Regions from separate parts of the Sus scrofa genome. Here all the other regions are linked to region 2. Evidence: chromatin contacts called from public HiChIP or PLAC-seq data. All regions are on one chromosome and are shown on one strand. The core of a region is the stretch at or near the end of the contact, and the rest is flanking DNA. Distances in the headings are between cores, read along the strand shown. Region 1 overlaps LOC110259422 (a long non-coding RNA gene). Region 2 overlaps MEF2C (myocyte enhancer factor 2C). Region 3 has its middle 570 kb from the start of MEF2C.

What was found. HiChIP or PLAC-seq counts read pairs in DNA pulled down with a chosen protein or histone mark.
Region 1: a contact with region 2 is called in an H3K27ac HiChIP or PLAC-seq map of skeletal muscle. The contact joins two enhancer-like sites. A contact is called at or near these places in 9 of 47 Hi-C or Micro-C datasets (embryonic fibroblasts, fetal heart ventricle, fetal liver and 4 more) and 1 of 2 datasets of contacts at active chromatin or transcription factors (skeletal muscle).
Region 3: a contact with region 2 is called in an H3K27ac HiChIP or PLAC-seq map of skeletal muscle, with 5 times the contacts expected there. The contact joins two enhancer-like sites. A contact is called at or near these places in 5 of 47 Hi-C or Micro-C datasets (embryonic fibroblasts, fetal skeletal muscle, psoas muscle and 1 more) and 1 of 2 datasets of contacts at active chromatin or transcription factors (skeletal muscle).

Annotation. Positions count from the first base shown.
Region 1 is chr2:97,009,245-97,011,944 of Sscrofa11.1, reverse strand. All of the region lies in intron 4 of LOC110259422 (a long non-coding RNA gene), which reads left to right. Among named protein-coding and RNA genes, the nearest start is that of CETN3, 580 kb to the left of the region's middle. Within about 2 kb of position 1,419, at least 2 of the 83 cell types and tissues checked have an H3K27ac peak or open chromatin away from gene starts, as enhancers often do. A contact at or near this core is called in fetal skeletal muscle and skeletal muscle, where this site is marked.
Region 2 is chr2:96,148,447-96,151,146 of Sscrofa11.1, reverse strand. The region is part of intron 5 of MEF2C (myocyte enhancer factor 2C); the gene reads left to right. Among named protein-coding and RNA genes, the nearest start is that of MEF2C, 67 kb to the left of the region's middle. Within about 2 kb of position 1,331, at least 2 of the 83 cell types and tissues checked have an H3K27ac peak or open chromatin away from gene starts, as enhancers often do. A contact at or near this core is called in fetal skeletal muscle and skeletal muscle, where this site is marked.
Region 3 is chr2:96,785,902-96,788,601 of Sscrofa11.1, reverse strand. No RefSeq gene overlaps it. Among named protein-coding and RNA genes, the nearest start is that of MEF2C, 570 kb to the right of the region's middle. Within about 2 kb of position 1,426, at least 10 of the 83 cell types and tissues checked have an H3K27ac peak or open chromatin away from gene starts, as enhancers often do. A contact at or near this core is called in fetal skeletal muscle and skeletal muscle, where this site is marked.

The DNA of each region.
Region 1 (2,700 bases), core at 170-2,669, 860 kb before region 2:
TTGGACAGCGCTTCAGCAGTTACTGTGACCACATCGATGAGTTATTTCTCGCCAACTGTGCAGTTCATCCTTGCATGTATTACCCACGGATATTAAAATGATCTTCATCGTAGTCCTTGCTTTAATGTTTTTGACTATCACAATCATTATCATCCGAGGAGTCCCAGCAGCATTATTTAGAGATGTACACTAGAGGGTGGTGTTTTACCTGGACACTAGACTTATCAATGCATTGGCTTTGAGGAAGAATGAAAAAATGTCTCCAGGAAATGTTCCCCATGTTTAATGTTACATAATTCTCAGCACATATGCCCCATTAACAAAGTTGATAAACCCCAGGGGATGGAAGCGGAGACTGAGTCACTTGGCGGCCTTGCTATCCCATTTCTTCAACACGTTCCTGTAGGTGTTTGGTTTTCCTGAGCTCCACATGCAGAGTGTCACTTGAAAACCAACACTGATCACTGGGTGAGAATATATTTGACTCCAACTACAGGGAATTGGAAAGCAAGTGAGGCAACTAGTGAATGTGAGTAGAGCTATTAAACTCACCGCTTCGATTTTTAAATCCCCTGCATTGTTTACATATATTTCTATGGCTGACCCGAGAAGAACAGAAACCATCAGTACTGGAGGGAAAAGTTCTTTTCTGGCAGCTCCTGTTTCTGTGCTTAGCCCCCTCTGGTTTACATGTAGTTTAAAAAAAAAAAGTTTCCAATTTAGTGCAGCCCCTCTTTCATAATGTTTTGCATGAAATGATCAAAATGTTTCTAAAGGTACCCCTCCCCATAAAAATATTCATGTCAATGATAGGTTAATTTTTTTTTTTTTTTTTTGCTTCTAGGCTTTTATCTTTGTGTTTTTCTCAATTGATTCTTCTAATATTGGTAAAATCTGTGCTCAAATTATGAACTCTGTTGTAGTTTCTCAGGACAAAAGTCTAAATTTTCACTGACTTTTACTTGTGAAAAAATACCTCAAAGCAGGGAAAAAAATCTCAAATGTGTTTCTCTGAAATTTCCCTTCAAGAGAAATGTATTCTTCCTGCTCTGACCAGGGGAAATTTCCTTTTAACACAAGGAAGTCTTCATCTGACTTATATTCTTTATTATTCTTTACCACTATCTGATTCAGAAAGACTGCTGGAATCAAGATCTCCTAAAATAAATTTTAAAAGGGTAATTTCATATGACCGAATTAAAATTGAATTGACCAGTTCCTATTAAAGTTAAACCCTGTCCACTACTGCCAAACTCTCTATTGAAGTCTAGGTACACACTTTCCTTCTAATGTTCCTTAACATTTGGCTCTGCTGTTCCCATGCTCCCCTTTTTTCAGTGATACGATAACATTGCAATAATACTTAAACGCTGACACAACAGAAACCCTTGCCAGTTTGGCTCTCAACCTTGGCAAGCTTTTTGTTATAGTTGCAACCGGCTTACTCCTTGAGTTGTACAAAACTTTCAGAGCTCCTCTACAGCATGTCTTATAAAGAAGACTAAAAGGAAAAGTAAGAGAGATGCTAATTTTAGACAGAGAATAGTAAATAGGACAATAAATAAAAGCTCTGTTTTGGCACATTGGAACTTTCTTTTTTCCCCTTTGAAATGTGTGATTCCTTTTCCCAAATGTTGCACTAGATTTATTTTTAAAGGTGTCATCTATTTCCATTCCAGTGCTATGTCATCTATAATTTAAATTTATGAGATAAATCTTGAGGTTCACCAGTTGGAGCAGCTGGAGAATTCTAGCCACCTTGCCATTGAAAATGCAGATTTGCTGAAGGTTTTTGTGTCTGACAAGCCCCACTGAAAGCACCTCATTCCCTTTCCTGACAAGTATCCATCAACATGTAATATTTATTCTTCTGTTTTAGTTTCACTACAAATAATTGGCGGTCCCTCAGCAAGAAGACAGTTTCCTGCTGAGGCAGCACCACCTGTATAGCTTCGCCAAGCCGAGAACAAATGCTCTGAGAAGAAAGTTTTCCTAGAACTGATGGGTAAAATGAATGAGGGATATTTACTAAAAGGAGGAAAAACCAAATCTGCTCCTTTAGTTGCATCATCATTTTTAGTTCTCCAGTCTTCCTTTTATCACTGTCAGAATAGCAACTGAATGTTTATACATATATTTTATGGCTGATAAGTAAAATATTCTTGTTGGAGTTCCCTGGTTGCTCGATGGGTTGGAATTTGGCATTGTCACTGCTATGGCTTGGGTTGCTGTTGTAGCACTGTTCAATCCCTGGCCCTGGAGCTTCTCTGTGCCATGGGTACAGCCAGAAAAAAAGGAATAAAAATATTATTTTAACTTGTCTTCCACCACCCTTCTCTAGCATGTGCGTGCTTTCTCTCCCTTTCTCTCTCTCTCTCCCTTTCTCCCTCTCTCTCTATATATATGCATATTATATATAAACATGTATATACACACACACATATATCTGAGCATTTAACTTCACAATTATTATCTTATTGGACACAATCTATGGGTTTGCAGTGATTTACATTTTTAACGTCCAGCAAACATGGATATTATATACACAAAGGTAGCTAGTGTGAGTGATAGTGAATTAGATTGACCATGGCCTTCATATAATTGTCATGAGCTCTGGTTTTCTTGAAACTCTCAGACCTAAATCCCCCTTGTTAGGAAAGGAGATATTCTTAAAGAATTATATTTCTATGAAATGTGCAT
Region 2 (2,700 bases), core at 82-2,581:
AAGACAAAACAAAACAAAACAAAATACTCCATGGTTTGTAGCCTGAAAATTACAGAACCAGATCAAAGCTAGACCATTGTATCTTGGATTCAAGTTTTTGCCAAACACTACAGCTAGAAAGGATGGGGGGCTGATAATTGGGTCACAAAGACCGAAACAATGTAGATGAGAAAAATAATTTAGATGTTATGATATTTTTCCACTATCTCAGTGCATCCATTTACCTGCTCATATGAGAACAACCAGTAGTGCTGATGAAAGTATTAAAAGTACTTAAAAAAATAGGGGCTGGGGGAAATGGGTTACTCATATTTGATAAAAGTGGCCTGCTTAATAGCTAGAACACTTTAGAATTCTGTATTGAAAATAAGTGTTGTTGTTCAATTATGCTGTCATTTTCAATTCCCTGACAGTCTGCTAAGTTAAATGGCCCTCTGGGGACAGAGAAGACACACAATCTTCTAAGCATAAAAGTTAGCCATACGTAGGCAATAGCGTCATTGAACTAAAAAAATATCTTATAAGCTCCTTCAGGACCTTTGCCATAGGCACGAGAAATCTTCTGCTTCAAAAATAGAAATAAATCAAAACAAAGACACTCAAGGGCTCCACTCAGGTGATGATAAACATTATATCTTGATGATTGTATCCTATAGCCATCCACATGTAATTTTCACAGTTTTCCATATAGTTATGAAAGAGTTACTTCTCCACTTTTTAAAAATAGAGGAAGAAGCCCTTTCTAACTCTGGTCCCACAGAACACCTGTTGCAGATGCCACTGAGTCTTGAGCTTAGCTGTCTCGTCCTGCTCACAGGCTCGGCCGTCTTCCCCTTCTTTCTCATGCCAGCCAGTATCATATGTCAAAGACGAATGCATCAGTGCTGAAGTCAGAGAATCACATAACACCAGGGGAAACAAGGCCAGTCAGAGTGTCTCTACACTTTCAAAAAATAAAACTAAAGCAAAATGGCCAAAAGATACCCTCAAAATTTTGAATATTGTCATTGAAATTCAAGGTCTCAGATAGAAACTCTGAGGTCAGGTGGCAAGACTCTGCGTTTAAGTTCCATACTTTTCAGTCTATAATTTTTTTCAAAATCTAGTCATCTTGTAAAAACAGTATAGTCTCATGAGGAAAGGAAGTACATTTGAAATGTATTATGTTCTTATAACTACCAAGAGACCATCTGAACATAAAGTATAGAAACTTTTCCATCCAGTCTTTCCATCATCCAGTAAGTCACCAAGTCTTTGCCTCCAAGGTGCTTCTTAACCCTACCCCCTTCTTCCCGTTCTTATCCTACTGTCCTGGCTCAGGCTCATGGCAACACTCCAGAACTATTTCCAGAGATCCCTAATTCATCTCCCAGCTTGACACTGCATCCCACTGCAGCCTTCCTATGACTCCTTAGTCTTTCTCAAAACCTCAAACCAGTTGTAGGTCATCATTCAGATGCATAACATCCAGCAACGGTTTCCCAGCTCTTTCGGTATTAACCATGAGCCTCTTATCTCTGGCCATCCCTGCTCTCTTAAACTCCTTCTTACCTTCTGCCACTGCCATCAAGAACCCTTGCACTCCAAGTCTAATAATAGCAAATATTTAAATTGCTCTTACAATGAAATTTACAAAAAAATAACTCATTCATTTGCGTAACAGCTCTTAAAAGTAGATGTTCATATTATGCCCTTTCCATACTTGAGGGAACTGAGGCACAGAGAGTTTAAGTAATGGCCCAAAGTCGAACCCAGGCTGTCTGCCTCCAGAGTGGATGCTGCCACTTTCCAAACGGTGTCAAGGCTGCTTGCCTTTGTGTATGCATTCCTGGCACTCTCCTGCTTCATGTTATTGAGCTCTCCCTTGTCATCACTCAGAATTTGTTCAACGATTCAGAATTTCCTGACTCTTTTAGAAGGAACTATGCACCTCTCCTTGATTCTCTCATGCAGCCTGTCCCCACATTATTTATCTCATTTCATTTTAAGTGGACTATCTAGGCACACGTCTCTCTCCTGTACACTCATCCTTCGGTGGGCAAACTTAGTCTTATTCAGTTTGTATTCCCAGCTCAAAATATAAGAGAGAGAATGCAGTAGATATTCAGTAAATTTTGGTTAACTGAGTTAAGGAAAAATCGATCTTCTACACATCAACTTTTAATACTGTTGATGTAAAAAAAGAATACTGCAAAGAAATAATGTAATTTTAAATTGAAAAAGATATACCCTTGACCTGTAATTCATTAAAAAAAATGTATTCTGATGCTGTGTACAAAGAACTGCTAATTAATTATTTGATTAAATGGCCGAGCACTATTGACCAATAAAGTCTTATTAACTTCTCTAACATATTTAATGGAAAACCTGAAGAACTGATATATAGCAGTAAATGAATTGCAGGTTGGTACCTCAGACCATCACAAATTCCTTAAAATAATGGACCTCTTATCACTTAAGTTGAAGTAATTTCAAAGATGAAAGCAAGTGGTAGTAAAGAAGAAAACAGGATGGGGTTGTACTCTTGGTATAGGGAAATACAGCAAGTCATTATAATACATTAGTAATAGTGACATTTGTAGATTTCAGTTGACAGTCATTCATCCACTATTTAATCCTTTCCTTTCAACAGCCAAAATGAAAAGTCACTGCGTTTAAAATTACATTTTGTCATATCTCCGTACATTAAAGCTTTTAACA
Region 3 (2,700 bases), core at 177-2,676, 640 kb before region 2:
GATGAAGCTTCTACCATTTGGAAAATTGCTAGTTTCCCTGGCACAAGTAGGGAACAACAGCAAACTGAACTTGTAAAGATTCCATCTTGAAATGACACCTGTTACTTATCCTCACATTTCATTAACCAAAGCAAGTCATAAGAACATAAATGTTTTTCATGTCATGAGGACAGGGAAATGCAATTTTACCATGTGACCAAAAGAAGAGATACTAGTGACCAATCACATGAAACAAACCAACCAGTGAGAAGGCTGAACGATTTTGTCCATTTCTATTGTTGTTTATAGTTCTGTGGAACCTATATTGATGAATGTGGTCACAATTAAGGTGTAATTTATCCTTTATAGTCTTGTTGTAGAAAACAAAAATAGCTCCCTACTTATTGAGATCCATTTCCCTTTCCTTTTTTCCATAAAAGACAAGCCACTGGAAAATTATTGGACTTGTAAAAACTTAACTTTACAATAAATAACATGGAGTCTAGTCCCTAAGTCTCATTGTACACAGTATAGCAGAGCTATGGGTTTTTGGTTTTTGTTTTGTTTTTTGTTTTTTTTTCCATTTATTTTGTATGTTCTTTCTTTCTCTGTTGAAAGTCAGGGCTCTTTGCTTTATATCCCAAAATGTCCTTGGATTGACATCGCCATTATGGCTCCAGTTGTTATTGCTGTGCTGTTGCCAAGGCAGCCAAAATATAGAGCTGGGTTCAAAGTAGTAACTGGGTGTGTAAGATGGTAGTCACTTCCACTCGCTCATGAATACAGCTGCTCTGAATGTGACAAATACCATTATCATCATGGGTCTTGTTACCTCAAACCACAAGGTGCTATCTGAACAAATGCTTGGTTTTAACTGTCAGATTCTTGGATGTGTCACATTTTTCTTTGGATCTTTGGGTTATTGTAACAGCTGTTTGTAAACATTGTAAAGCTCACAATAGATACAGAATGGGTAAGAATATTTTGACCCAAATGTCTGCCCTCTGAACCATTATAAGGAATGCAGCATGTCTGCTGACACTTAAAGCAGTAGATTTAAATAGCAACCAGGATCAACTTCCAGCTGAATAAGTCAATAGGCATTTTCAGTTTCTGACTCCATCTGGGTCAGTTTTCTTTCACTGGCTGGTCTGGGAAAATCCAAGGGTGTTCAGACTTTAAATGAAAAAAAGAGTAGCAAATAGGTATTACCAATAAGATTTTGTCTGGGCAGTGTTTTCTCTAAGAGTCTAATATATCCACTTCGATAGTTAAAGTTACTAGTGCTTGTTGAACAGCAATCTTTTTCTTTAGAAACAGGGACACGGGCAGCTTTAGAATTTGTCATGCTCTGATCTCTTTCATTCTGAAAATACCCCATGCTATTTTATGTAGTGGTAATGAGTTAGATATTTCTAGTGCTCGCCTGGGTAAGCAGTCATGAGGGCTGTTGTAATAAATAAATAGTAAGAGCACACTGCTCTGATAATAGCAACTTTCATTGAAGGATGTGAATGTGCCTTGCAAAAGAGTGATACAGAATCCTTAGAAAGGCTTTTATTAGCAGAAATGTAACACAATTTTAAATGGAGCAGTAAGGCAGAATGGAGAAATCATCTCTGACATTGTGTTTCTAGTATCAATTGTAATTTTGGACACCCTGGCTCTCAACCTAAGCAGTTAAGAAGCAAAGAAAAATTCCCAGACAGAAATGCACTTACAGCACATTGATTATAGGAAATCTTGACCTCGGGATTTCTAGATTTTGAAGATGCCACATATCTGCCAACAAATTGTATCAGACAGCCACCAGTGGAAGTATCCAACTGCTATATATAGTGGAAATTTTACTTAGGATTAAAAAAAATTCTTACATAATAGGCATCCTTTTGTTTACTCTTCACAGAATAATTAGATATATTATAGCTATGACCTACAAGAGTTAAAGAAGTTTTCTACCAAGCTTGCTTAAATACAGTAAAATATCTCTGTATATATACTTATACTACATATTTGCTTGTATTTATACATACAAAGGGCTATAACAATAGAGATATTTCATATATTTGTTTCTAGTCAGTAGCATTGGTGGTATGGTGGTGAGCATAGCTGCCTTCAATATATTTGTTTCTAAAATAAGAATTTTCTTAAAGAAAATTAATCTCTTCTTACTTAAAAAACATATTTAGCACATAATTAAAGTTAGGATTAAGTACATAACCACCAGGGTAAGGTAATTTAGGTACGTGCTGGATAACCAGACAAGTCAGGCTAAGATTTAAGTTCACTTTGGTTAATAGAGAACTGACTGAATGTGGGACATATGATTTCATTTTAAAGGTGCAGGGGAATCCTTTTAATGTTTTTTCATGTGATGTTTGGACAAACTGAAGTATGTTCTAAACACACACACACACACAAGGAGAATCTCAAACTGAAACTGGCAAGGTTGTATTCTGCCGTTTTTATATGGTGATGCTGTTTGTCAGGTAAGAGTCTATTTCTTTCTATTGCCCTCTGCATCTCTTTGTATTATTCTAGTCTGTCTTTCTAGATTTTAATCCTGCTCCAAAGTTCCTAGGAGCATAAGTTTAGTGCCTCTGAGAACGTAGGGATTTTATAAAGTGCCATTCCATAGATTTTACTTTTTATCTGTTGTTACAACTTTTCTAGACTGGAGTCCTAAAGTGCTTTGGACTATATAATGTCATGTGGATATCA